Linked DNA regions of Sus scrofa: region 1 is linked to region 2. Evidence: chromatin contacts called from public HiChIP or PLAC-seq data. All regions are on one chromosome and are shown on one strand. Each heading gives the region's core, a stretch centred on a gene start, on an enhancer-like site or on the middle of the called end of the contact. The rest is flanking DNA. Distances are from core to core; before and after follow the strand shown. Region 1 holds the start of PTGES3 (prostaglandin E synthase 3). Region 2 holds the start of STAT2 (signal transducer and activator of transcription 2).

What was found. HiChIP or PLAC-seq counts read pairs in DNA pulled down with a chosen protein or histone mark.
Region 1: a contact with region 2 is called in an H3K27ac HiChIP or PLAC-seq map of alveolar macrophages. The contact joins the promoter of PTGES3 here to the promoter of STAT2 in region 2. A contact is called at or near these places in 1 of 47 Hi-C or Micro-C datasets (liver) and 1 of 2 datasets of contacts at active chromatin or transcription factors (alveolar macrophages).

The regions. Positions count from the first base shown.
Region 1 is chr5:22,020,231-22,024,473 of Sscrofa11.1, reverse strand. It overlaps PTGES3 (prostaglandin E synthase 3), which reads left to right and starts at 1,644. Exons shown (of 8, transcript XR_002344304.1): 1 at 1,644-3,665.
Region 2 is chr5:21,746,941-21,751,416 of Sscrofa11.1, reverse strand. STAT2 (signal transducer and activator of transcription 2) reads left to right here and starts at 2,457. Exons shown (of 24, transcript NM_213889.1): 1 at 2,457-2,523.

The DNA of each region.
Region 1 (4,243 bases), core at 395-2,894, 270 kb before region 2:
ACAAAACTGACAAATCGTTGGAGTTCCTGTTGTATTGCAATGGGATCAGCAGCCTCCTGGGAGCACTGAGACACAGGTTCAATCCCTGGCTCAGCACAATGGGTTAAGGATCTGGCGTTGCTGCAGCTGTAGCCTAGATAGCAACAGAAGTTCAGATCTGATCCCTGGCCAGGGAACTCCATATACCTCAGAGAGGCCAAAAAAGGGGGGAAAAAAAAACCTGACAAATTGTTTCTTTGTTCCTTTTTATTAGTTTTTGAAATAGGCCTAGGAATTTCTCTCTCAGGAAACTGTTAAGATTAAATTTGTCTGGCGTTCCCACTGTGGATCTGTCATTAAGGATCTGTCATTGCCACAACTCTGGTGTAGGTTCCAGCTGCGGCTCAGATTTGATCCCTGGCCTGGGAACTTCCATATGCCGGAGTGCAGCCCCCCCCAAAAAAAATTAAAGTTGTGAAATGAATCTAATACCAAGTACTTTCTTTCTGCCAATTCAGGTGGCAGACTTCTCTCCCCAAAACCCTAACCATACATGTTTGAATCTAGATTTTGCTCCCTACTGGATACAGAACTTTTTGATGAATTTGAAAAAGAGATCTGATACAGTTAGCTCCCATCAGCTAATGGATGAGATTAAAGGCATGGATAAAACCAGATTACAAGTTATCTGTGAAACTTCTGAGGAGCCACTTCCAGAGCTACACTAACATGAAATCCTTTGAAATATATCCAATGGGAGTAGTAAATAAACTATAAATTATGATGCAATGGATTTGAATTTTCAGAAATTTCTTGTGTGAAAGGCAGTTTTTCTCACAGCACTTGATAGGGGAAATTGCCAGTTTTTTCAGGTTGCAGACTTTTAAATGCCTATCTTCAATTCAGTTCCATTTTCAGTTCATCTTATGTTGTTGCCAAATTAATCTTTTTAGAACACAAATGTTACTCCCATTCAAAAAAACTTCAATAGCTTCCCACTGTCATAGAAATAAGTCAAAAACAATTAGCCTGATAATTAGTGCCACCATTATTTATGACCTACCTTCCCTCTACACTCTGGATTACCTAGGTCAGAGATTGGTAAACTTTCTGCAACCACTAATCTTTGCATGGCCTTCAAGAATGATTTTTACATTTTTAAAGGGTTGAAAAAGAAAATCAGAGTTCCCATAGTGGCTCAGCAGAAACGAACCTGTCTAGTATCCATGAGGAAGCAGGTTCTATCCCTGGCCTCACTCAGTGGGTTAAGGATCTGGCGTTACTATGGCTGTGCTGTAGGCCGGGCAGCTGCAGCTCAGATTTCAACCTCTAGTCTGGGAACCTCCATATGCCGCGGGAGCAGCCCTAAAAAGAGGCTACCAGTGGAATTGGAGTTGTAGCTGCTGGCCTTCACCACACCACTGCAACTTGGGGTCTGAGCCTTGTCTGCAACCTACACCCCAGCTGACCGCAAAGCTGGATCCTTAACCCACTGAGCAAGGTCAAGGATCAAACTCGCATCCACATGGATCCTAATCCAGTTCGTTTCTGCTGAGCCAGGAAAGGAACTCCAGACTCAAACATCTTGATGTATTTTGTTTTCCGAAATAAGCAGTAGGCTCCTTAGAATGACAGTATTTTTTTTTTTTTTTTTTTTAAAGGGCTACGTGGGCAGTATATGGAAGCTGCCAGGCTAGGGGTCAAATCAGAGCTGTAGTTGCTGGCCTACCCACAGCCACAGCAAGGCCAGATCTGAGCCGCAATCTGCAACCTACACCACAGCTGATGGCAGCTCCCCACCCTTAACCCACTGAGGCTAAGGATCGAACCCGCATCCTCATGGATAATCCAGTTTGTTATTGCTGAGCCACAATGGAACTCCAGAATCACAGTATTTGAGAGCTGGGGTTTAACTTTCTTTAACAGGATTGGAGCCTAGGGTCCAATGTCTGTAGTTCCCAACACCTGCCTTGCATAGCATAGACACTAATTAATGCTGCATATGAAGCTTCCAAACACTCTCCAAAATGTCTTACGGCACTTTCCTTAAACCTCCTCTGTGTCCTAACAAGCAGCGTATTGATGTATTTCTCCCTTACTTCCCGGCTAAGCGATTTCTAGAGTGGACAAGTTACCATTTTGATTCTCTTGGTTAGTAACACCCATTAGCACCTAACCAGGTAACAGCTGAAAAAAGATGAGGTTTCCCCCCTCCCCTACAGGATCAGCCTGGAGACTCCAAGTGTCCTGGTCTCTCCATTCCCGCAAACTTAGACTCATTTAATAACTTTCCTCTCGCATCAAAGCAGGTGCGAATGCCGGTCAGCCAAAGACCTCGAATTTCCGCGGCCCCTGGACAGGTTCTCCACCCCTCAGAAAGACGGCGAGGAGGACCCAGGCCTGTGACTCAGGTTAGCCCTTTCCCTCAAATATCACCAGCGGAGGCTTTGCCCATCTTTTTGCCGTAGACTGTTTTCTCAGTGAGCCGATGTACTCCCTCAAGTAACCGATCCCCTATTTCACTTTTCAAGCCTCCAGACTCTGCGTCCATCCGCCTCGGCCTTCCTCCCTCGGTTAACGCGACAGTTTCTCGGGGAGATCGCCCAAGGCGCGTGGCAGGGCGGTTAGGCGACCAACGGTTTCCACCGCGAGGAGGGGGGAGCGGGCAAAGCGGCGGGAACCAGTCGAGCCGGAGGCAGCCGACGTGGGGCGGGGCCAGCCCCGGGAAGGATCGCGAAGGAGCTGGGAAGCCCCGCCCTTTCCGTAGATATCTCTAGAAAGCCGCGCAGGAGCCCGAAAACAAAGAGTGCGCACGCGCGGCGGCTGGGCCCGGGCATTTTGCTGCGTCACCAGCCGCCGCCCGGCCTCACCACCCCTCGCTCGCACGCACGCACGTTCATTCTCCGTTCTCGCGCCCCTTTTCCTACACTTTCCTTTTCTCCCCGACCGGAGGAGTCGCTCTGCCCGCGCGGTGCATTCTGGGAACCCAGGTCTAGCCCGCCGCGCCGCCGCCGTCGCTTGAGGGAAAAGCGAAAAGAGGCCGCAATCGGGGAGAGGACGCCAGAGTCGCCACCGGAGAGGAGTCGACTGCCTACCAGCTGCCGCCGGAGAGGCCCGCCCACCCGTTCGCCCGTCCCCTTGCCCCGTTCACGATGTGAGTGCGACACGCCACCCAGGGAAGGTCGCCCTGGAGGGAGGCCGAGGCCGCGCGGGGGGGTGCCGGGAAGCCATCCCTTCCCCTCCCCCGCTTTCGGCTCCCTCGGCTTTTTCCCCCTCGGTAGCATTCGTTCTTGCTTGGGGGTGGGAGGTCCAGTATCCTTGTTCCGGTTACCGTTGGCGGGTGGAGGACATTTTTCCTCCAGATGTCCGCTTCCCCCATCTCTAAACCTTCCCTTTGCTTCCCCGTGCCGGAAACCCCACTTTCCCCCTTCGGCAGTGAGGGCTGCTCCCAACTCTTCGTAACTTAGCCTTAGGCCTTAATCTCCTGTGAGCTTTTGGCCACGCGGGCGCCTCGGAGGCGTGGACCCTCGTGGGCTGCCACTCCGCTCCTAGCGACCTAGGTCTGCTTCTGCCGCTGTGTGATGCTGGGACCAGGCCCGGGGACAAGTGCACCTGCGGTGGGTCCTACCCCACAGCTGCTGGTGCTCTTCGTAAGGCACCACGCGGCCCTCCACTGCGAGCGACAGGTACTGCTAGGCAACTGGAGGGAGGGAGGCCATGCTGTCGCCGCAACTTACTTCCCTCTCGGTGTCGTGATTGCCAGAGTATGGGTGTTTCCAGGCTTCTTCTTAACTCAGTCTCGCGAAGGGAGTGGAGGTTGCCAAAACTCAGCCGTTTCCCTGGTAGCGAGGCTTTACAATTGAGCAGGGAGTTCTGCACTTGTTAGAGTTGAAAGATACTTAGGGATATTTTCTGTGAAACTTTAGGTGAGGTTTCGTTATCCTATTTTAATTTAAGGATGAAACAGGTAGGTAATTGCCTTTTTGTTGCCTTAAGTTTGTTTACGTGGGGGTAATTTCAGATCTTTTAAAAGTCTTAGTTTTATGATAAAGGAAAACATTTTAACCGAGTGCGGTCTCTTGCATTGCCATTCCCAGCTTTACATTCTTTTCAGGAAAAGCCTTACCTTTTCAGATGTGAGAACTGCCTATTTTACAGTTTTTTGGTACCACGTACTCCTGAAAGTTACCTATGGAGATCAATTGAGGGGAAGAATTTTTATTTCTATAAAAAGTAATGGATTTTCAAGGGTTTACCTAGTAAA
Region 2 (4,476 bases), core at 1,208-3,707:
ACAAATAGACAAATATTTGCATATATTACAGCTCTTACTGATTGTAGGGGAAAGCAAAACCTACTTTCTTCATGACGGAGGAGTAGGCAGAAAGGGATTGAGGAGCTACCAAAACTACCAAAGTGATCTTACTTCTCAATCACTGGACTGTGCGGTAATTTGGGGCCCCCTATAAGTGGGTGGAAATAAGGCAGAGGAAGACCCCAATGACCTAAAGATGAAGAAGGCCAAGTGGGAACAATTGGGCTACGTTTCCTGATTCTTAGGCCTTTACTAAAAAAGAACAGAAGTTTGGAGGTGATAGATGAGGTATGTCCTGTGTTGTGGGCTCCTTTCAGACCACAGCCCTTAGGAAACTTTGTATGTTTCTGGTTTCTCCCCTCTCCAGCTAACTCTATTCTGGACATGTGTGGTCTCAGATTCATCACCGTGCTAGTTGAGTTACTTCTTTGCTGCTTCCTGCTACACGCTGTGGATGCCATTTCATATGGAAACAAGACAAAATTCTTGGTGCATCTTCCTTCATCCTTGGGATCCTGGCCACCTTCCTCAGACCCCTTGTCTTGCGAGACCCTGCTCCCCAAATCCCTGCCTGGCTTCACCCACATGGCCCCTCTACCCAAGTTCCTGATAGGCCTGTCACTGATGATTGCTCTGGAGAAAGCTGGCTGTCAAGCTGATGTACAGGTCCTGAAGCTTCAGCTCTACCGCCAGGGGGGTATAAATGCTACAGAGATGCTTATCAGACATCTTCAAGAACTTGAGAAAGGCAGAAGCTCAGGTAGGGGAGTATCAGCGGATGCCCTGTCTTCTGCTCTGCAGCAGTGGGCCGAGGAGCAGACAAGCCCAAAGAGGGCTCGTCGATCCCTCTCCATCAAGGACTGCGAGCATGAGAAGGAGCAGAGTGTGCACAATATAGTCCAGCTATTGCCGGGAGTGGGAACCTTCTACAACCTGGGCACGGCTTTGTATTACGCTGTTCAGAACTGCTCCGACAAGGCCAAGGAAAGAGGCCGAGATGGGGTCATAGATCTGGGTTATGACCTCCTGACAGCCATGGCTGGATCGTCAGGGGGGCCCTGGGGAATACTGATCAGTACTTCACTTAAACCTGTAGTGAAGTCTGGGATTCATCGTGTGATCCAGTATTACAATGAGAGAGAGGTGAAAACCCCTCCACCAGAGACCAGCAAGGAGGTCTTGGGGAGCACCATAGCCATGGGTGACCTGGAAGAAACAGCTACCGTGACCCCTTTGGTGTCAGAAGTAGTAAGTTCACCTCCTTACTGGTGGTGGACCTTATTCAAGGGCTACAACTCAGATCCTGGCTTTGGGAATCCTGCGATATAAAAGAAGGTGGTAAACACATTGGCTAGATCTAATATTCTGACAAGTTTGTATGTGCGTGTTCAAAATCCATATATCTAATTTGTTATCAAGGAGGAAGGCAGTGCCGTAAAATGTAGGAATTTCAAATTTTGTTGTTCAGAATCAGAGGATTTGACTTAGAATCCAGGTTCTACTCGTTAGAGCTTTGATCACTAGCTAGTAATTTCACTTCTTTCTCCAAACTCAGTTTTTTAAATTTCTTTCTTTTTTTTTTTTTTGCCTTTTTTTTGTTGTTGTTGTTGCTGTTGTTGTTGCTCCCGCGGCATATGGAGATTCCCAGGCTAGGGGTTGAATCGGAGCTGTAGCCACCGGCCTACGCCAGAGCCACAGCAACGCGGGATCCGAGCCGCGTCTGCAACCTACACCACAGCTCACGGCAACGCCGGATCGTTAACCCACTGAGCAAGGGCAGGGACCGAACCGGCAACCTCATGGTTCCTAGTCGGATTCGTTAACCACTGCGCCACGACGGCAACTCCCAGTTTTTTAAATTTCTAAAGTGAGGATAATGATTTTCACCTCAATGAGTTTTGTGGAAATTAAAAATTATACATTGTGTAAATGCTTAGCACAGTGCCATCAATAAACAGTTTTTTTTTGTTGTTCTTATTACTTAAGCCCTCCCCTTCCTGTCCCAAAGTAATGAAAATCAAAATCCATTTCGCTTGTTAGTTTAGCGCCTCTGAGCGCATGAGCGAGTCTCACTTCCGCGGCTTTTTTGTGGGTTCTCGGAAATCAGCTGTTTCAGTCCTGCGCTGTTCTTTTAGTTGGACACCTCCCTCCCGCAGACATGGGGCGGGGCTTACTTGAGAATGTCTACCAATCAATGCAGCTGGAGGAGTGGTTTAGGCTCCTCTTGTCCCGCCCCGCGGAGAGGGAGGAGTCGTGGTAGCGCCAATGAGCTCACAGCCTGCGGAAGAACTTGGCTGAATGGCAGCCAGTGTCAGGGTGCACAGCTGGGAACGGCGAGCTCCAGAGTTCAGCGGCTTACCCAAGCTTGCAGCAAGGGGGCGGGGCCGAGAGGCGGGCCGAAGTCGAGGGCGGCGCGGGAGGCCCTTGTACTGGCTCTCACTCTGGGGACCGGAAGCCTGAACCCGAGCTGCTGGCATAGAGCGGGTCTGAGACCCTAACAAGGTATGGACCCTCAGAGGGCGCGCGGGGGTGTGGGTGGAGGCATGAGTTTCTTCCTATGTAGGGAGGCAGGCCCCGGCATGTACGTCCCGGAGGGGTCGGACTCTGTCTCCAGGTTGAAGTGGGAGCTGTCAGCTACTTCATCCTCCTGTCCAACCTAGATCCCCAACCCTAACTTCCCCTTCCCAAAATACCCCTGCAACTTCCGAGACCCAAAACCTGGCATCAGTTGCATTGGTTCATTGTCTTAGCCAAAGCTTTTACATTCTGGTCTGTGTTATTTTTGATCCTCATCAAACAAACACTCCACTGTCTAAAGGTATAATCCTTATTTGTTAATGTTAAGATACGGAAAGGTGAACCGATTTACCTAAGGTCACACAGTTCATTTCAGAAAAGCTTATTGAGCAGGAAATAGGCACCTAAAAGAGTGACAGATTACTGGAGAAAAAAAGAGTTTACAGCCCTTAACCTCAGTGTTTGTAACCAATTTGGGAAGACCAGATATTTGGGGTTTGTTTTTCATATTTAAGCCTTAGGGTTTACTTGCCAGCTTTCTAATACCAGCTTTCTAATACCAGCTGATTCGTTTTTTTGGGAACTGGGGTCTCATCTTTGTTTTTGGAAGCAAAACCAGTACACAGTTTAAGAAGTCAAGTACCACCAAAGGGTAAATGAAATGAAAAATAGGAGCCTCTGCCCAATCCTTTCCTTACCCTGTTCCTACTGCCCAGTAGAAAGGCAGCTCATGAATATTCATACTGGTGGAAAAGAATCTCTCCACCCCAAGCATTTGATTTGTAGTAAAATCATGTGACCTTTTTTTAGACCACAAATGTGGGTGTTGATTCTTTTTTTGTTAGGCTCAGGCAGTAATAAGTTTTGATTTCCTAACAGACAGATGGCAGTGGGCAGGGAAAGGTACAGAGAAATATTCTTTTTCCTTACCCAGCATGTTTGGTGACAGGCAAAACCCACTTTTGAGTGAAATGTCTCACAGAGTTGATACTCTACATGAAGAATTGAAGATTGACAAAGATCATCGTAAAAGTGTCACAATCTTAGGGTTGAGTTACGCTTTGCATAGTGTTTAAGCATCTTTTAGAATGGAGCTCCTCCTTCCAACATGGAGAGCAGCTTATAGCATGTACCTTATCTCCAAGGAGGTTTCAGCCCCTGATAAAGCTTTGGGGCCAGCAGGGTAATGCTGAGATAAATACTTACGACTGACCTTTAAATGCTCCAGCATAAATGAATACAAACACAGACAAATAAATTTAAAATAAATTCATTGAAGGAAATAGATGAAATAAAGCTCATAGAAATATTCAATGTTTCGGAGTTCCTGTTGTGGCTCAGTGAGTTAAGGACACCACATTGTCTCTGTGAGGATGCTGGTTTGATCTCTGCCCTTGTTCAGAGGGTTAAGAATCCCGTGTTGCTGTGGCTATGGGGTAGGCTGGCAGCTGCAGCTGCAATTTGACTCCTGGCTGGGGAACTTCCATATGCCACAGGTATGGCTGTAAAAAGAAGAAAAAAAAAATTCAATGTTTGTTGAAGCTAAATGATGGGTAAATGGATGATCTTTGTACTATTCACTCTACTTTGTTTTATGTTTGAAAAGTACCATTGAAACAAAAAGGCTTACATATTGAAGCTCTTAAATAGTACTCCCTGAAAGAATGTGCACTAAATTGATAATAGGGTTACTTATGGAGGGGAGGAGAAGGGATGAGGATTGGGAGTGGGATTAATCTAGACTTTAATTTTTTTTCTGTATTTTTTCTTACCTGTATAATTAAAATGTTTTAAATTTATATAACAAATAATCATGAGGAGTTCCTGTTGTGGCTCAGTGGTAACAAACCCAACTAGTATCCATGAGGATATGGTTTGATCCCTGGCCCCACTCAGTGGGTTAAGGATCTGGCGTTGCCATAAGCTGTGATGTAGGTC